2 separate regions of the Ovis canadensis genome follow, and region 2 is linked to region 1. Evidence: chromatin contacts called from public Hi-C data. All regions are on one chromosome and are shown on one strand. Each heading gives the region's core, a stretch centred on a gene start, on an enhancer-like site or on the middle of the called end of the contact. The rest is flanking DNA. Distances are from core to core; before and after follow the strand shown. Region 1 has its middle 11 kb from the start of CEP63. Region 2 holds the start of AMOTL2 (angiomotin like 2).

Region 1 (4,362 bases), core at 1,329-3,828:
TCATGTTCTAAACACATGACCAAGAGATGGAGGCTTAACATTGAACAGCTTCTTCCAAGATAAAGTCACTTAAATAGTAAATGGGTTCCAACCTAAGTTTACTGATCCTAAAACCCACATCGTCTCCCTGGACCGTGTTATGCCCCCTGAAAAACTTTTGACCACTCTGTTCTGAACTGGGAAGAAAATCCTATCCGATCATTTAGAACTTCCAAACGTTTACCTTCCTTTATAATTGAGAGAAAGAACTGAAAAAATAATTTTTATTAAGATCCCAGGAGTCATGAAGCAGGAGACCACGGGTTGACCCCTGGGTTGGGAAGATCGGAGAAGGGATAGGCTACCCACTCCAGTATTCGTGGGCTTCCCTGGTGGCTCAGCTGGTTAAGAACCCACCGACAGTGTGGGAGACCTGGGTCCAATCCCTGGGTTGGGTGGATCCCCTGGAGGAGAGCATGACGACCTACTCCAATATTCTTGTCTGGAGAATCCCCATGGACAGAGGAGCCTGGCAGGCTACAGTTTATGGGGTTGCAAAGAGTTGAACACAAGTGAGCTACTAAGCACAGGAGTCATGAAACATTTACAAATACAACCTATTACCAAACCCATATATAATTCATGTAACTCTTAATTTTACCATTATGAGTTATATTGTTATCATTGTTATATTGTTATACAATTTTGTATGCAAGGTCAAATCCCTTGGAGAAGGAAATGGCAACCCACTCCAGTACTCTTGCCTGGAAAATTCCATGGATGGAGAAACCTGATGGTCTACAGTCCATGGGATCGCAAAGAGTCGGACAGGACTGAGCAACTTCACTGGTTCACTGGTTCAGCCCTTCAGATGAGTTTTCAGATTTTGGTGCTTTGACAGCTTCATGTCAATGCTACCTGGTCCCCAGCAGGGGGCACTCAGTTTCTTTAAGAAAGTCTGAATTGCTGGTGGACCTTTAAACTCTAAACTCAAGGTCATGAATAAATGTGGTGTTTTGCTTGGGAGTAATTCTGCATATCTGGGTTCCAGTGTGCTGGGTATGGGTTTCTGTGAATCCCTGGAATTTCGGCCAGCCATATGCGGCCTGGGCAGCTCACCTAGTGGGCTCCACACTCCCGTTTTGTAAGGATCCAAGAAGGCACGTGGAAATTGTGGGCAGTTCAGAACTTGGGCTACAGTGAAAAAGAGCCAGAATCAGGATTTTGCCCACCTGAGACTCAAGCTCATACTCACAGTCAGGCCTGGAGACTCCTTACTATGCTGTTCTCCAGCTCTTTGTGTTATTTGTAGATGTTATTCACCATCATAAAATGAACCATTAGGCTCTAGAAAGACTATTTCCCAAAGTTTCCTTTCTTGACTTAACCCCGCTTGACCCACAGTTAAATTCATCCCCCAGTCCCTTGCCACACTTCCCCCCATCTGTGGGCTCCTGTGGAAAGTGGCGGGGGGGGGGGTGGGCAGTTAGGGGCTGGCAGGCGAGGGCAACTGCATGGTCACCTGAGAAGACACCCATCTGTGCCCGTCCTGGCCTTGACCTCTGCACCTGCACCAACCAGGACTGGCTTCATGGGCACACAGCCTGTGCAGACGCACCGGCCCCACATGCAGAAGCCCCCACCGTGGCTGTCTTGAAAACTTTAATCATTTTTGAACAAGCGGCTCACGTTTTCATTTTGTTCTAGGTTCCCGAAATTATGTAGCTGGTTCTTGGCACCCATCTATGGGGTTCCATGATGGACGGTGCCCTCACCTTGGGAGTGACAATTTAAGACACCGTGAGCATTGGCCTTAGGGGTGATAGAAGAGCAGGCAGGAAAGGCAAGAGAAAACCTGAGGCCAACCTTCAGGCTTCCTATGGAGTCCTGAAAGTTATTCCGGTTCCTCACAAAATCGTACAATGCGTTACTGAAAGTGTTTCCTGAGCTCCTATGTCTACAATGCGTTACTGAAAGTGTTTCCTGAGCTCCTATGTCATTCTTGTTGCCTGAAAGTGGCCCCTGGGGTGAGGGGTATGTAGAGAAATGCTGAAGGTGCAACAAGGTGGTTTTGTGGACGGCTAAGCAAACCTCAAGAGAGGTGTTCACCCAATCCTAGGTATGCTTTTGCCCAAATTTCATCTGGAGCTCAGCCAACTGCTACATGGATGTGTACCCTGTGGCCCTGAGTTCAGCAGTGCAGCTGGCTCAGAAAAGGGCCTCTGACTAAGAGGAGGGGCACAGCTGCAGAGCTGGGAACTTCAGTCCGTGCATTCCTTCAGGACGGTTCTACCCAGGTTTTTCTTTAGTTTACCTTCTGTGTTGGGCCATATGAAAAAGCTATTTTTATAGGTCAAAATAGTCACCGTTTCCTCTGTTTTTAGCTAATATTCTTTCCTAGAGCCAACTGTGCATGAATACACCCAAAGACACAGCATACACAAGGCACACAAACCAGACTTGATGAGGGAGGCAAGGATCTGGCAAAGGGTGGAGAATTTGAAAACAGCCAAATGACTGGAAAGGAAGTGAGAGAGGTTGATGTGTAAACCCATCCCCGTGATTCCATGCCTAGCCTGTGACTCAGCTCCCCTTTATCGTGGCCACCACCCAAGGACAAGGGGGTTTTCCTCCGCCCATGCCGTGGTCTTGCTGCCCCTCTCCAGGCACCGCTCCTGGTGCCGCCTCCTCCTCTGTCAGCTGAGTCTCAAGCCCTCCCCCCGACCCCCTTGCCATGCTGGCAGATTGGTATCCACTTTAACTGGCAGGCAGTCTAACTGTCCGAACTTCTTGAGGAAGAGGGAGGTCACTAGCGGGAACATCCTTGTATCTGTCATCCAATAAGACACCCCCCCACCTCATCCTCCCTCAGCGCAGCCCAGACAGATGTGCCTGGTGAGGCCCTTCTCTCCTGGCCCATCTTTTTATTTTATTAATTTAAGATAATTGCTTTACAGAATTTTGTTGGCTTCTGCCAAACAGCAACAAGATCAACAACCATAGGTATACATATATCCCCTCCCTTTTAAAACTCCCTCCCATCTCCCGCCCCATCTCACCCCATCAGATTGTCAGACTTTCAGATTGTCACAAAGGCCATGTTTGAGTTCCCTGAGTCACAGAGCAAATTCCCATTGGCTATCTATTTTACATATGGTAATGTAAGTTTCCCTGTTACTCCCTTTCCATGCATTTCACCCTCTCCTTCCTCCCCGCTACCCATGTCCATAATTCTGTTCTCTATGTCTGTGTCTCCGTTACTGCCCTGCAGATAATTTCATCAGTACCATCTTTCTAGATTCCATATAAGTCAGAAAGAGAAAGATACGTTTTGTATACTGGCCCATCTTCCTGGCTTTGCTTTTCCAGCTGCTCTTCTCCCGCCCACGCTCTCAACTCTCACGGCTCTGTGGGTGTTGAAAGATACTCTTTCTGCTCCATTCACAGCTCCTGCTCACCCGGGGCTGCCCTCTAGGAGATTCAGTCCTCACAAGTCCAAGTTCTTAGCCCTGGAGGACAGGCAGTAGTGGTTCCAGGAGTATAAGAGAAATGAGCCCCAGGCCAAGCTGGAGGATTCCAGGTAGACTGGACTTATTTACCTAAATATCTTTCTCTATACATTAGACTTATCTTTCTTCTTTCATGTTGTAAATTCCTTTAATAGAACCCACATCACCTTTACATCTTGTTTTATTTTACATAAAAGTTACTTATGTGAAATTACATATAAGTAAAATATATACAACCCACTGCACTATTTTTGCCTGGGGAATCCCGTGGACAAAGGAGCCTGGCAGGCTACATTCCATAGGGTCGCAAAATTGGACACGACTGAAGTGGGAAATAGATGGGGAAACAGTGGAAACAGTGTGAGACTTTATTTGGGGGGGCTCCAAAATCACTGCAGATGGTGATTGCAGCCATGAAATTAAAAGATGCTTACTCCTTGGAAGGAAAGTTATGACCAACCTAAAGAGCATATTCAAAAGCAGAGACATTATTTGCCAACAAAGGTCCATCTAGTCAAGGCTATGGTTTTTCCAGTGGTCATGTATGGATGTGAGAGTTGGACTGTGAGGAAAGCTGAGCGCTGAAGAATTGATGCTTTTGAATTGTGGTTTTGGAGAAGACTCTTGAGAGTCCCTTGGACTGCAAGGAGATCCAACCAGTCCATTCTGAATGAGATCAGCCCTGGGATTTCTTTGGAAGGAATGATGCTAAAGCTGAAACTCCAGTACTTTGGCCACCTCATGCGAAGAGTTGACTCATTGGAAAAGACTCTGATGCTGGGAGGGATTGGAGGCAGGAGGAGAAGGGGACGACAGAGGATGAGATGGCTGGATGGCATCACGGACTCGGTGGACATGAGTCTGAGTGAACTCC
Region 2 (4,095 bases), core at 1,288-3,787, 96 kb after region 1:
TCTACTAGACCACCACAATAAAGTGAATACTGCAATAAAACAGATTCTTTGGTTTCCCCTAGCAGGTAAAAGTTATGTTTCCACTATACTGCTGTCTGCTGTGTTGCAATAGCATTGTCGAAATTAACAATGAAAAGGCTGGCTTAAAACTCAGCATTCAAAAAATTAAGATCATGGCAATCAGTCCCATCACTTCATGGCAAATTGATGAGGAAATAATGGAAACAGTGAGAGACTTTATTTTCTTGGGCTCCAAAATCACTGCAGATGGTGACTGCAGCCATGAAATTAAAAGACGCTTGCTCCTTGGAAGAAAAGTTATGACAAACCTAGACAGCATATTAAAGAAACAGAGACATTACTTTGCCAACAAAGGTCTGTCTAGTCAAAGCTATAGTGTTTCCAGTAGTCACGTATGGATGTGTGAGTTGGACTATAAAGAAAGCTGAGCACCGAAGAGTTGATGCTTTTGAACTGTGGTGTTGGAGAAGACTCTTGAGAATCCCTTGGACAGCAAAGAGATCCAACCAGTCCATCCTAAAGGAAATCAGTCCTGAATATTCATTGGAAGGACTGATGCTGAAGCTGAAACTCCAATACTTTGACCACCTGATGTGAAGAACGGAGTCATTGGAAAAGACCCTGATGCTGGGAAAGACTGTGAAGGCAGGAGGAGAAGGGGACGACAAAGGAAAAGATGGTGGGATGGCATCACCAACTTGATGGACTTGAGTTTGAGCAAGCTCCAGGAGTTGGTGATAAACAGGGAAGACAGGCATGCTGCAGCCCATGAGGTTGCAAAGAGTCGGACATGACTGAGCAATTGAATTGAACTGGACTGAACAATGTACAAACCTTAATTAAAGAATACTCTATTGCTCATCATCTGAGCCTTCAGCAAGTCATAATCTTTTTGCAATAGCAATACCAAAAATCACACATCACCATAACAAACATAATAAAAGTTGAACTATTGCTGGAATTACCCACAGACACACAGTGTGAGCAATGCTGCTGGAAAAAAATGGTATCGCAAACCTTCAATTTGTGAAAAATGCAGAATCTATGAAGTGCAATAAAACATAGCACACTAAAACAAGGTACTCTTGTGTTTGAGATACAATATTTGGCTTCCAAGTAAATCACACAAACACACACACACATTTTGGGGGAGAGTTTTATTAAAAATTAACAATGTCCCTGGCTAGTAAATAGCTCTTTGAACTTATCAAGTTTTCTAGTCCCAATCCCCTCCAGCGGATCTGGCAATTGCAACCTCCACAGTGAGGGGCGGCAGAGAAGACCTGGCTGGGGGTCAAAGTCAGCCCTGATTCTCAGGGTGGACAGGGGCCTGGGCTTTACACATAGAGGTGTTGAGAGACCCAATGTGGTCAGGGCCCAGGAATGGCACACAGAGTTGGGGAAGTGCCTGCAGGTGGGGAGGGTCTGGCACAGCAGGCTTTCTGGAGAAGGGGTTTCCACCGGTGCAGATGAACCAGCCTAGTGCCAAAGGCTGGGGAGGAAGGGTCAGAGGACAGAATTCCATCCAGAGAAGGAAGAGCAGGAGCACAACAGTGGACCTAAGAGAGGGCCCCTGGCTGACAGGGGTGTGGAGGGAAGCGAAGAAACCAAAAAAGAGAAAGAGCAGATGGAGAGAGGAGAGCTCCCAGAGTCTGCCCTGTCCACCGCAGTAACCTGGATTCTGGTGGCCGTGGAAAAGTTTTGGGAATGAGAAGCAGAGCAGCCCACAGGTTACCTGGCTTCATCACTTACTCTCTGTGTGACTCTTGGCAAGCTAATTAATCTCTCTGAGCCTTGGTTTCCTCATTTATAAGACAGGGATGATAAAAAAAAGAAAATCCCTGGCAAGATGACTGGAAGGTTGGCGGGATGACCAGGCGGTAAGCGGGTGCTGGCACCCGTAAAGGGGTGCCCCTTACTGCCTTCTTTGGGAAGAGCTGGACAGATCGCCTGGCGGCGGGTGATTCAGCTGGTAAAGTGGGTCAAATTAGCCGGAAGATTTTTCATCCCAGATTCACACTTCCTGTGGAGACAGATCCGGAAAGGGCTGGTGAAGGTGTTTGTAAACAATAAAAGTGCAATTCAAAGGTTGCCGCCAGCGACAACCAGCGAGGCTCCCGGCTGGAAGCAAGAGTCATCTCTTCGCTTGGGGCACGGTCTGGATCGGGCAGATATGGATATCTTTCCAGTCTTCTCTCACTGTACAACGCACACACACCAAGCCCCTCTCACCCCCAACCACGTCCAGCAGCAACACCCAGGGTCTCTCCCGAGGGCATGCCACGTACATTCTCGGTGTCGTCCAGCCGATGGAGCTGGAGGAGTGAGAGGAAGGCCGGGTACGGGGCTGAGGGCGGTAAGGGGCCTAGATGGATTCCAGCAGCTCCTAAGGAGAGCGGAGGTCGCTGGCCGGGGAGGGGCGCAGAGAGTCCAGGAGGCCGGGGCGGCCAGGTCCACAGCGCCGCCTTCCCGGAGGAAGGCGGGGGCGGGGAGGAGGGAGCTGGAGGAGGCGGAGAGAGGAGGAGGGCGGCGCGCTACGAGGTTATTTGTGGTTCGCTTTGATCCCGAGGGGGAACCTGAAACTCTCACATTCCTGGCATAGCAGCCGCCTCCGGCGCGGGCCGACCCTGGGGCTGCGCGCTGGGGCTAAGCCGCCAGAACGTCGGCGCCTCTGCCGAGAGCACACCTCCGCCGCCAAGCTGAGCTGAGCCGGGCCGGGCCGAGCCGTCGGATTTGACCGCTCGGAGCACTCGCTGGCCGCAGCGGTAAGCAAGGCCTCTTGGCGCTTTGGGGAGCGCACGGGGCTGCAGAGACGCGCTCCAGCCCAGCCTTTTCCGGGAGAGGGAGCAGAAGCCGAGCGGACCCTGAGTCCTCCAGGAGCGGTGCGCCTTTGCCCGCAACCGGCGGGGCAAGGGCAGCTCCGTCCTGGGGCGCCTTGCAGGTCCCCTGGGAGCTCTCGCAGGCGGCGGGGGTCCGCTGGGGCTGAAGGAGGGGACAGCCCGTGGGCAGATAGGAGTGTGTGTCTGGGAGCACGGATCTGGGAAGGAGGCGCCGCTTGGAGCTCAAGTTGCAGGGCCCGGGGGCTAATTTGGTTCGGGGGTGGGGGTTACAGGTGTCTTTCCTCCCTAACTAGCCCAAGAATTCCTCTTTGTCTTCCTTGGAAAATCCTCTCCGGAGCCACGGTCTGGCTCTCACTTAGAAAGAATGCAGCCTGCCGTCCAGCCCGGTGACGTCAGCGCTGGGGCATTTGGAAAACAAAGAGGGCTCGGGAGGGAGGGGGGAGGCGGATCCACGACGCTTAAAGACCTCTCCGGACCGCGGCTACCGTCGTCCGCTCCAGGCGCTGCGGCAGCCGCAGGGTGCTCATGGTCAGCCAGGAGTCCGGGTAGGGCGGGATCCCTGGCTGGGGTGCGATCTGACTTAAAGACCCTCGCTTTGGTTCCTTGGGCCACAGTGAGCCAAGGTAAAGGCCGGAGTTGTGTGGTTGCTTCGAAGCGGGTGTTTCAGAGAGCCCAGCGCGCTAGCGCAGCAGGGGTGCACGATCCGGGTCGCGGGCGCGGATTTTAGTAACAGCTTAGCTGTGTCCATCTGAGAGATCTGACTGAGACAAACAAGGAATGAAAGGCGCGGGAAGTGCTCCCTGCTCCCAGGCACACTGTTGGGGGAGGAGGAGGGCTGGAATCTGTCCGGAAAACTGCATTCCCCGGTCCTCGGCTGGAGTCAGCCCAGACAGTGTTTAACTTAGGAAATGCCCCGTGGATGAAACGCTAGGGCGAATTGATTCCTGTTTGTTTTGCCTCGGGTAACTCTAGAGTCTTGCATCTTCTGTGTGTGTGCGCGCGCGCCCCGTATATGTGTGTGCCCCCTGTGTGTATATGTGTGTGTGGGGGGGGGAGGGGGTGGGATAGGGGGGATGATGTGGTCCCGGGGAAGTCTGAACACCGAGATGTCCTCTAGACCTATCTCTCCCCAGTTCTGGGCAGCTGGGAGGAGGGAGTGGGTTGGGAATGGCTGCTCTGCCAGCCAGCCAAGCCCTAACTGGAGCCGGGCATTGGGGCTAGCTCTGTGGCAAAG

What was found. Hi-C and Micro-C count contacts between places; a contact is called where the count stands out from the background.
Region 2: a contact with region 1 is called in a Hi-C map of fibroblasts, with 4 times the contacts expected there. The contact joins the promoter of AMOTL2 here to the enhancer-like site in region 1. A contact is called at or near these places in 2 of 2 Hi-C or Micro-C datasets (fibroblasts and lung).

What each region holds. Positions count from the first base shown.
Region 1 is chr1:257,983,648-257,988,009 of ARS-UI_OviCan_v2, forward strand. No RefSeq gene overlaps it. Among named protein-coding and RNA genes, the nearest start is that of CEP63, 11 kb to the left of the region's middle. Within about 2 kb of position 2,579, the one cell type or tissue checked has open chromatin away from gene starts, as enhancers often do. A contact at or near this core is called in fibroblasts, where this site is marked.
Region 2 is chr1:258,079,699-258,083,793 of ARS-UI_OviCan_v2, forward strand. It overlaps AMOTL2 (angiomotin like 2), which reads left to right and starts at 2,538. Exons shown (of 10, transcript XM_069581067.1): 1 at 2,538-2,786.